Linked DNA regions of Mus musculus: region 1 is linked to region 2. A link is a contact called in public HiChIP or PLAC-seq data. All regions are on one chromosome and are shown on one strand. The core of a region is the stretch at or near the end of the contact, and the rest is flanking DNA. Distances in the headings are between cores, read along the strand shown.

What was found. HiChIP or PLAC-seq counts read pairs in DNA pulled down with a chosen protein or histone mark.
Region 1: a BATF HiChIP or PLAC-seq map of CD8 T cells shows a contact between it and region 2, with 52 read pairs. The contact joins the enhancer-like site here to the promoter of Plcl2 in region 2. A contact is called at or near these places in 4 of 39 promoter capture datasets (the C10 cell line, liver and pre-B cells), 1 of 15 datasets of contacts at CTCF or cohesin (CD8 T cells), 37 of 484 Hi-C or Micro-C datasets (B cells, CD4 T cells, CD8 T cells and 24 more), 9 of 115 datasets of contacts at active chromatin or transcription factors (CD8 T cells, the HPC-7 cell line, the SCID.adh cell line and 6 more) and 3 of 9 other capture datasets (adipose tissue, liver and pancreatic islet).

What each region holds. Positions count from the first base shown.
Region 1 is chr17:50,568,556-50,574,002 of GRCm38.p6, forward strand. All of the region lies in intron 1 of Plcl2 (phospholipase C-like 2), which reads left to right. Among named protein-coding and RNA genes, the nearest start is that of Plcl2, 62 kb to the left of the region's middle. Within about 2 kb of position 1,841, at least 44 of the 459 cell types and tissues checked have an H3K27ac peak or open chromatin away from gene starts, as enhancers often do. A contact at or near this core is called in B cells, CD8 T cells, CD8 central memory T cells and 11 more, where this site is marked.
Region 2 is chr17:50,508,253-50,513,124 of GRCm38.p6, forward strand. It overlaps Plcl2 (phospholipase C-like 2), which reads left to right and starts at 1,295. Exons shown (of 6, transcript NM_013880.3): 1 at 1,295-1,685. The coding sequence starts at 1,356.

The sequences.
Region 1 (5,447 bases), core at 591-3,090, 61 kb after region 2:
TAGTCCTGGCTTTTCTGAAATTTATTCTAGACCAGGTTGATTTTGAACTCAGAACTCTGCCTCCTGAGTGCTGGGATTAAAAGCATGCTCAGCTGAGAGGGCTCTTTCTAAAAAGACTGGTCTCTATAGATTCCAAGCCAAAGACAGGAATCATAGGGCAAATCAGTTATAATTATTACACTTAGCTTTTCTGTGTTGGTGTGTATATCAAAGAACAATAAAAGTCTTTCTTAAAATGCCTGCCTGCCCTTCAGACAATGCTGATCATGAGATTCTCTGGTTGTGACATTTTGCAAACATTTAGCTTATTCAAATGAAGCACCCCACCTGTCATAGAAATTTGGAAGATCAAAACCTCTATTTGACTATGTACTGTAATCGCTGTGGGTTGCATACTTAGACTAGAAATTGGGGTATACTTCTTCACATGTGGTTTAATTTCCTCCTCATTATTGCTTAGTTTTAAAGATGTTTCCTCTTTGTTAACACTGACAGTATAGATAAAGCGAGTCTGAAGAGCCATGCTCCAGCTTCAGTCTCCCCAGTGAGTGTTATGTGGAGATTTAATTTTGGGTGACAAGTGACAGTTTTACACTGTACCTTTTGATAACATGATAGAAATATTATGTAAGTTTGAAAGATAATGGTTTATGCATGCTCTGTTGTTCCATGTTAAAATGTACTTGTCTTGCATAATATTTAGCACCACTTTTCAGTCCAAATTGTGTTAATTCATTGTTAACTGTATTTTTACTCATTGCTTAAGTGGTGAATTATAGAAAGTCTTTTGCCAAAACAGAGAACCTTGCTTACACTGGACAATTAATCATGTGTAGATCTGTTTTTTAAAAGCTTTAATGGCTTTATAACACTTTTGGATAATTGGGTAGGATAAATGTTTCTGTCCTTTAATGGATTTTAAAAGGCCATAAAATAATACGTGGAATTTAGAACTATAGTCAGTTTCATTTCAGTGATCACTGCCTACAGAAGAAAGAGGAGGCATTCCAAAAACAAACAAACAAACAAACAAACAAACAAACAACTCCTGCCACCCCAAACCCACCAAGCCTTGGAAAGAAATACATGGAGCCTAGCCCCCCCCCCCCCATTTGCTGTTCAGTCTTAAATTTCATCTAGAGTGGGACTGGGCATCTACAGAGACCGACCTGCAATGTGGAAGCCACTGCCTTGAGAAAAAGCAATTCCCCGTGAAAGACTGTGCAGTGCTTTTGTTTGTTTTTAGTTTCATTGGCCCTTGTTGGAATACATTTCTACATAAAACCAAGAATGTATGTGTGTGTGTCTGTGTGTGTGTGTGTGTGTGTGTAGGAATGGGTTTGAGTGGGCAGTGAAGAATCCGAGAGACTTTCCAAGCAGCTGGTTCTGTGTACCTGAAGCTCTGCAGCTGACCCTTTGGCCAGGGTGGGGAGGGTAACATTGGAAAGTGTGGAGGGAGAAGGGGAAGAGGGGAAAAGGTGTGATCATATTTTAATTTCAAAAAATATTTTAAAAATATTCTAGATATTTTAAAGATTCTGATTTTTAGAGCGATTTTTTAAAAATGACTATGGGACTCTTAAAGTTAGACTTTTTTTTATACTTGTTTCAATTTTCTTTTTTTTTTAAAGATTTATTTATTTATTACATGTAAGTACACTGTAGCTGTCTTCAGAAGAGAGCGTCAGATCTCGTTACAGATGGTTGTGAGCCACCATGTGGTTGCTGGGATTTGAACTCTGGACCTTCGGAAGAGCAGTCGGGTGCTCTTACCCACTGAGCCATCTCACCAGCCCAAAGTTAGACTTTTTTTTTTTTTATATTGTGTTCTACACTGTGCATTTCTCATTTTCTCTTTTTCAGTGCAATTCATTAACATCCTGTGTTTTACAATGTGCATTTCACACTATGTTCTACAATGTGCCGGCCTTAAAGTTAGACTTTTTAATGTGACATTTACATTAGGTATTAATTGGGAATAAATAAGAAAGGAAAGGTTATAGTTTATAGTTGTGTGATTGAGTATTTTAAAGTTACACTTTTTTAGTGTTGCCATATTAACATTAAGTATTATATCAATGGAAGTAGCAAAGAGAATAAACAAGAAAGGAAAGGTTAAGGCTTAGTAGTTGTGTGGTTATAGGTCAAGTCGTCAAGAGATCAGTTGTGTTGTTAGGGGCTTTGTTGTGGTGGTTGTTGTTAATTAGGAACAAGTTAGTCATCTTTGAAGCGTGAACCTCAATCGAAAAAAAATCCCTCTGTCAACAGCAGTTTTCAACCTATGGGTTACAACTTTTTGGGGAATTCAAATGAACCTTTCACGGGGCTAGCCTAATAGCATCCAAAACCACAGATATTTGCATGAATTGTAATTCATTACATCAGCAAAACTACAGTAATGAAGTGGAAAGAAAATACTTTTATGGTTGGGGTGGGGGTCACCACAACATGAAGAAGTGTGCTAAAGGTTGCAGCATGTGGAAAGTTGAGTCACTGTTCTATCACATTGGCCTGGAGGCAAGCCTGTGGGGATATTTTCTTGATTAATAATTGATGTTGGAGGGCTCAGACCACTGTGGGCAGTGCCACCTGAACTGGTGATCTTAGATTGTATCAGAAAGCAGAGTGAGCAAGCCATGGGGAGCAAGCCAGTAAGCAGCACTTTCCAGGATCTCAGTTTCAGTTCCTGCCTCCGGGTTTCTGGTTTGTCTGCCTGCCCTTCCTGTTTTGATGATGGACTATGTTTTGTTGATGATGAATTATAAAGTAAAAATAAACTCTTTCCTCCCCAAGTTGCCATACACACACACACACACACACACACACACACACACACACACACACTCAGAGCAGCTCTTGTCTCCCCATCTCTTGTTTTACTTTCCATCACAATACTTTTATCACCCTGCATGCCACACGTGTATCGGTATTGTTTGTGTGAGTGTGTGCTTTCAACTAGTTGTGAATTTTGTTTCCTTCTTTTCTTCCACTTTCAATGAATCCCTCTGTTAACTAAGTTAATGAGTGCAAATGTTTGCCACAAAACTGTATGTTACTTCAGTAATTGGCAAGATTTTAATTATTTTCTCCTTGGCTTTCCTCAGAAAGTTTTTTTTACTCTTTCCTCTTAAGAAATTCAAATCAAAACTTAGTTGCTGACTATGAATAGTTTTCTAGTTATAAAAATCTCTTTCCTGGTCTGGATTGATGGCGCAGAGGTGAAGAGCATTCCTTGATGTTTCAGAGGACCTTAGTTTGAATTCCATCACTCACATAGTGGTTCACAACCATTGGCAACTTTAGTTTCAGGGGATCTGATACTCACTTCTGACCTTCATGGGTACCAAGCGTTTATGTGGTATGCATACATATAGGATACATATAGGATAAACATGCACATGTAAAATGTAATAAATAATTCTAATGAAAATTTTTAAGTAAGGATTCAATTGTTAAAAATTGTTGGGAGAAAATTAATTTGGAGGTTAATCGGCTTATATGATATCAATAGTAGAATTCTTCTTATCACTCTCACAAAATGACTCATGAGTCATTGAGGAGTAGTTGATGGTGGTGAACAAAGAAAACAGTGATGTTTTGCTAGATTAAGGCCTGAATGTGTATAAAATTTTTCACATTATTTCTTTTTTTTATTTATTTTATTTTTTATTTGATATTTTTCTTTATTTACATTTCAAATGTTATACCCTTTCCTGGATTCCCCTCTGAAAAACCTCTACCCCCTCCACCCCCCTGCTCACCAACTCACCCACTCCCACTTCCTGGCCCTGGCATTCCTCTACACTGAGGCATAGAGCCTTTACAGGACCAAGGGCCTCTCCCTGCATTGATGTCTGACTAGGCCATTCTCTGCTACATATGCGGCTGGAGCCATGAGTCCCACCATGTGTGCTCTTTGGTTGGTGGTTTAGTCCCTGGGAGCTCTGGGGGTACTGGTTGGTTCATATTGTTGTTCCTCCTATGGGGCTTCAAACCCCTTCAGTTCCTTGGGTCCTTTCTCTAGCTCCTCCATTGGGGACCCTGTGCTCAGTCCAATGGTTGGCTGTGAGCATCCACTTCTGTATTTGTCAGGCACTCGTAAAGCCTCTCAGGAGACAGCTATAACAGGCTTCTGTCAGTAAGCACTTGTTGGCATCCACAACAGTGTCTGGTGACTGACAGTCTGTAGTTTTTTTTCTCCTTGAACTTGATGATGTATTAGTTGCCTTCATAGATTTTCTGATGTAAAATCAGTTATAATGTAAAATAAACTGTGCTATGTTTGATACTTTGATTGGCCAGCATTTCATTTCAACCTCTTTGAATATTAGTTCACACGTGCAGGTGATTGATGGTTTTCTTTTGTTATTTCATCATTTTTTGTCTTATATATCAGGGTTATGATAAACCATGGATACCAGACAGTCTCTCTTCTACCCATAACTAATGACTTCTGTCTAGACTTAGAGAGTGCTATGAGAAACTATGCTAGACTCGTAAACAAAGCTGGGTACTTTTCTATTTTTTGTATGTTCCTACATTATTTATACAGAATAGAAGTTGCATATTTTTGGAAAATTTGTCATAATTATCCTAAGATGACCTTACCTATGCGCCTTTAAAAGGATTGATATTTCAGAATTATTTAAATGATTTTCTGGGCTGTCTATCAGATGGTGTTCTTACTGAACTAAGTTTGATCATTTTTAATTAGAAGGTATTTGTGATTTTTAAAATGGATTTTATCACAATTTTTATTGTGTATGTGTGTGTGTGTACATGTGTGCTGCAGATCAGAAGACAACTTGACGCTGGTTTCTGTCCCCTGAGTCATTCTGGGTATTGAACGCAAGTCTTCAGCTTGGTTGCAAATGCCCCTATCCAGTGACACATTTCACCATCACTGATAATTACATTTTCCTGGAAAAGAGTCTTGTTTTGATTTTCAAATTTATTCGGAATAATATTGTATATTATCTAAATCGTAAAAGCAATAATTCTGTTAGATCTCTTTTAAAAAGTAATTTTGCCAAGCATGATTTTCTTGTTTGTTTGTTTGTTTGTTTGTTTATCCTTGCAGATTACCAGGCTTCAGTTTTATTCATCAGCTCCTCTGTTATCAATTGCCTGTAATATTTGGGTGTGTCCACCGGACCGTATGAGCTAATGATTCTGTAAAACAGCCCATTGCTGGCACTGGGGGTTTTATTTGACAATATAACATGTCTAGTTGGGGCGTTGTCCCCCCCATTCTATGCTGGCTCCTTTTCCATTCTTTTCATATATGTGTATATTTAGGGGCCTCTATAGTAGAGTTAGGTTTCTTATGGCTTTTAGGGAATTCACTTGAACTTGGCACAGGAAAGAACAGTTTGAACTGCATGCTGATAGAACAGGCATGAAGACTAACAATGAATCAATGTGACCTCAGGAAGCAGAAAGCCTTC
Region 2 (4,872 bases), core at 45-2,544:
TCTGCCAATGGCTCTGCCAGGCTACACAGTGGCCCTGCGTTCTTCCTTGGCTCCAGGAATGGAGGTTTAAGGAAAGTATTTGCATATGAGAGCGACATGTTAATCATTGATTTTTGATCCTGTCCCAAACGATGGTCCTGATTTGGATGGTACCCACTAGGGGTTGAACAAGCAAGTCTCTCTAGTGTCAGGTTTAGGAAAGACACAGACTACAATGATAAACCTCCGTGGGACAACCCAGAGGCACCAAATAAACTCTGCGGAGGTCTTCTGTCTCTCAACGCCTGCCAGCCATGCCATCCCTACCCCAGATCCTGGCAACCTGTCGTGCTCATTGAGTTTAGCAGCCCAAGGACACGCAAGAGGATTGGTTTCTGTATGGGAAATGGGTTTGCTCCACTGAGGAAGCCCAGGGGGAGCAGGGTGGGAAGGGAGCGGGTTCCGAATGAAGGGCTGGAGCTGGACGCGAGGTGCAGCGGCCAAGACCACAGCCCCAGGACCCTCAGCTCGCCCGCGGCCTGCGGGTTCGCTGTCCCCCTCGGGATGCCTTCAGGTGACTGACAGCTGGCTGTGGCGTGCGCCTCGCTGAGCCGGCCTAGGAGAGCGACCACAACCGCAACGCCCGTGCCCGGAGCCCGGACGGGTCCCCTCGGCCTGTAGGGGGCAGCGCGAAGCCCGGGAGGCGATGGCCGCGGGTAAGTGGCGGTGGGCCCGGGGGCCATCAGAAGCCGCCCTGGGCCTCGGCTGAGCCCTGAAGGTGTGGGGGGGGGGGGGGAGACTGACGGGCCTGGGCGGAGCCGGGAACCCCGGAGCCCCGCGCGCCGCGCCTCCGCGTGTCGCCAGCGCCGCGGAGTGGGCGCACGTGTCCCTCGCGCCCCGCCGCCGCGAGCTCGTCGGTGAGCGCGGGGCCGGAGGGGACGCGGCGCTCGTCGGTGAGCGCGGGGCCGGAGGGGACGCGGCGCGCGGCGGTGGGCGCTGGCGCGCGCGCGTTATTTTTGGCGCCCGCAGCGGCGCGTGTGCCGGGGCGTGTTTTCCTTCCCCAGGTGCCGGCAGCGGGGGCGCCGCCGCCCAAGCTGACTCCTCTCTCCTCTCTCTCTCCCCGACCCCGGCAGGACCCCAGAGGTAATTCCGCCTGCACGACGTCCTTCGCGCCGGAGGCGAGCTCGCTGCACGCGCCACATCCCAACCAAAAAGAGAAAGAAAAAAAAAAAAAAGAAAAAAAAAGAAAAGAAAAAGCGGAAGAAGCGGCCGAGGCGGCGGCGGCGGCGAGGAGGAGGGGCCGCGCGCAGCGGCCCGAGGCGGCGGCGGCGGGGACGCGGGGACGCGGCTTTGTGCAGGCGGGTCGTGGGGCGCCCATGGCGGAGTGTGGCCGGGGCGCCGCAGGAGGGGCCCTGCCCACCTCCCCGAGCCCGGCCCTAGGCGCCAAGGGCGCCCTGAAAGCCGGAGCCGGGGAAGGCGGAGGTGGTGGCGGGGGAGGTCGCCTCGGCCACGGGCGGGCGCGCTATGACAGCGGCGGGGTTTCCAACGGAGACTGCAGCCTCGGCGTGTCCGGGGACGAAGCCCGGACCAGCCCTGGCAGGGGACCTCTAGGCGTGGCGCTCGCGCGGACCCCTAGCCCAGCTGCCGGTCCGGTCCCCAGGGACAGCAAACCGGGCGGCCTGCCCCGCCGGAGCAGCATCATCAAGGTAAGTAGGAGACCCGCGCGCGTCCTTGGGCTCGCTTTCCCCGCCCCGGAGAAGCTGTGGCGGAAGGAGGCGATGCAAAATGAGCCCACTGCGAAGGGGAAGCCAGGGTGTAGGGGTGTTTGGAGTGCTGGAGCAGGGATTGGAAAGCTGATGGCATTGGGAAAGAATGGAGAGGTGATCTGAGTGTGCAGGAGTGCTGTGCTCTGACATCCCCAGAGCAACTTGGGGCTGTCACCTCTCTCCAGATTGACTTGGAATTAAATGGCCTTGTACCTGCCTGGGTAGGACAGGCTTTTCAGAGGCAGCTTAGCATGGTGGCACACTCCCTGTAAGGTTTCTATTGTATTTTAAAGGACAGGGATCATGTGAAAATATTTTCTCAAAACCCCAGGCAATGAACATATATTATTTAATAGATTTCTTCTAATCTACTGGGTAATTGGTTGCCCCTTGCAAGTGATTGTATTTGGGGAATGTAAATACCTCTCCTTCAGTTACTCGGAGAAAGGGAACATAAACACAGATTTCCTCTTTTTTAGCCTCAAAAGCTCTGAGAGAATACAGTTCCGCACAATTTAATTCTTTCCTAGCTGCTATAAGCAGGCCTCTCCAAATTAGCAAGTTTCTTTGGAATGGTTTTTGCTTGTTTTTGTTTTTGTTTGTTTTGTTTTTCATGGTGCTATTTAGAAAGCCACCAGTTGTTTTGTGAATTTTAAATTTCAAGAGGTGACATTAAGAGTTTATGGTGGCTTCCTTCAAACATTGCAGTGTAGTTGCAACATAAAAATATTTCTTGTGACTCGAAGTGAAAAGAGAAAGTTGATAAGCTACGAAAAGTAGAACCTTGAGCCAGATCAGCCCATTTGGCTTGTTCAAATATGGAGCAAATATGGAATGTTGCTTTTTGAGACATGAAGGAGTTTTTAGGACAGGCCAGTGAGTACTGTCTGGTGCTAACTCATCCTGTTTGTGGCTGACAACCCTTAGGAGACAGGTCAGAATGTGCCAACAGCACAGAGTTGACACTGGTGGTATTTGAAATTCAGAAATGCTCAAGTACTGTGAAGGTGCCTCTGGGTTATCATCATCTGCAGCCATCTAGTGTAACAGACCACTTTGGTGCTGTGTAAGAGGCTGTTGTGAAACTGCATCTAGCCTTGTCATCTGCTTGCTCAGGTTTTGTGTGGACAGGGCACAGTTGAAGGGCTTAAAGATCAAGTGCATTGCCTGTCTCTAAAGATCAAGTGTATGGTCTAACTTTTAAACCAAGAAAAGCGGTGTCCGTTTTTTCCTGCTTGTGTAGCTCTTAGTGATGGATATATCTTCTCCTTCTAGTATGTGGTTTGTTTCCAGGAAAGTTGTCTTCGAGTATATATGATTATTGATCCTATTTGCAGAGCTATGCAACATTCCTGTTTTTATTGGTTAAATATTTGTGGTGAATTTGCATTGTGATATTAATAACACCTTATGTGAAAGTTTTAGATAATATACCGGTTTATGTAATTTTAACAACCTTTCCCCTCAAGGATTTTTTTTGGTGGCCAGTTTTCACATTTAAAAGGCCATGCTTCACAGAGAAGGACAGTAACAGCAGTAGGGTTGTTCCCTGTGACAGTTGTGAGAGCCAGGAAAGAAGTGCGGCTTGCCTATTTGTGACTTACAGAGTCAAGACTGACCATTCCTGTAAAGGCACATGGAAAAAATGGTGAATTTTTCAGAAATAACAAGTTGAGGAATGGTGGTGCTGCTTACTTTGAACTCTGAGTTTCAAAGTTATGTTTCATCTTTCTCTATTCCTCAACGAAGCCAATTAACTTTTTATCCACCATTACATCCCTAGATGCACAGGGCTAGAGGCTCATAGTAGGTGCTCAATAAATTACTTACTGTTGGGTCCGAGGAACGATAAGGAAGTATGTGTTTTCTCTAACTTTTGTTAGTTTCTGAAACAGGTGGTTTTAGATTTACCAGTCATATCTTGGTATCTTGTACCACATAAGACAGCTTGACATATTCCCCTTTCTGGTCATTATGTTCAGCTTATTTTTGTCTTAACCATTCTTGAAAATCATGGAAGTAGTGTTGAAAATTGATTGTATCTGCAGAATAGCCAAAGAAGGCCACCCTAGCTGGATAGGTCAGTAGTTACGTTTCAGATGATGAGTTGATGTCTTCAAACATTTAGATTTTAGGAATTTAGTGTTGGGTTTTCTAAAGGTACGTTGTACAGCATAAAGATAACATCTTAATAGAATAACGGAGTCTTTTGATTTAGTGTCAAGTTTTATAAAGCAGTGGATGCTGCACAGGTCTCTTGGTCGCATGAATGGCAGAAACTATAGTTCACTTTTTAAAAAAGAGATAACAGAGTGCTTAAGCTTAAGCAGCGCCCATGGGAAAAGGCCATAATGGTGTCTCTCTTTGGTTTCTTGTGCTCTTCATAGAGACGGGCTTTGAGGTGTCAGTGTGGTCAGCTGGTCTGGAGCAGATGAGTAAGCAAGTGTGCTGGGGCAGCAGCCGGTCAGCGAGGCTGGCTGGAGAGCAGAGGCCAGCAAGTGTTTATGGGTTTGTGTTGTTAGAAATGTCAGTTTCAGGTTTTTTCCCTTGTCTTCCATTTTCTTTTCAATCTTCATATCCTGTTAGGTAAGAGTCACTCAAGCAAGGAGGTCTAGGGCCTAACTGTGGTCAATGGTAGGTAAAGAAGAAAGACACAATACTAACTTGAGTGACATATTCAGAAATACACTGTAAGCTGACCAGAACTCTATGTATTTAAAGTAATTTCTTGGATGTCTCATCTGTTTTATAAATAGCAATGAGCAAGAAATTGTAAAACTGTATTTGTTTCTGCCATAATAGGATCACAGACCTATACTAAAAGACCTCCTCAATTATGGTAGCAATCTTGATGACAGTTGGGAGGAAGCACTGTAAAATGTTTTACAGATACCTTGGAATGATGTAGAAGTTGGGAAGCACCAGCAACTATTTCCAGCTTCCTTTAACTTACTGTAAATGACAGTGTGCTCCTGAGATCATCTGCAAAGGCACAGCCCTGGAGTTTTAGGGACGAACTTACATTAGTCGTTTTTAGTCATCTAGTCAACGAAAACACCACTTTCATTTTCTCTTTCCGCGATTCTGGTCACACTGCTCAATATAGTCTACATTATTTCCAAATAGA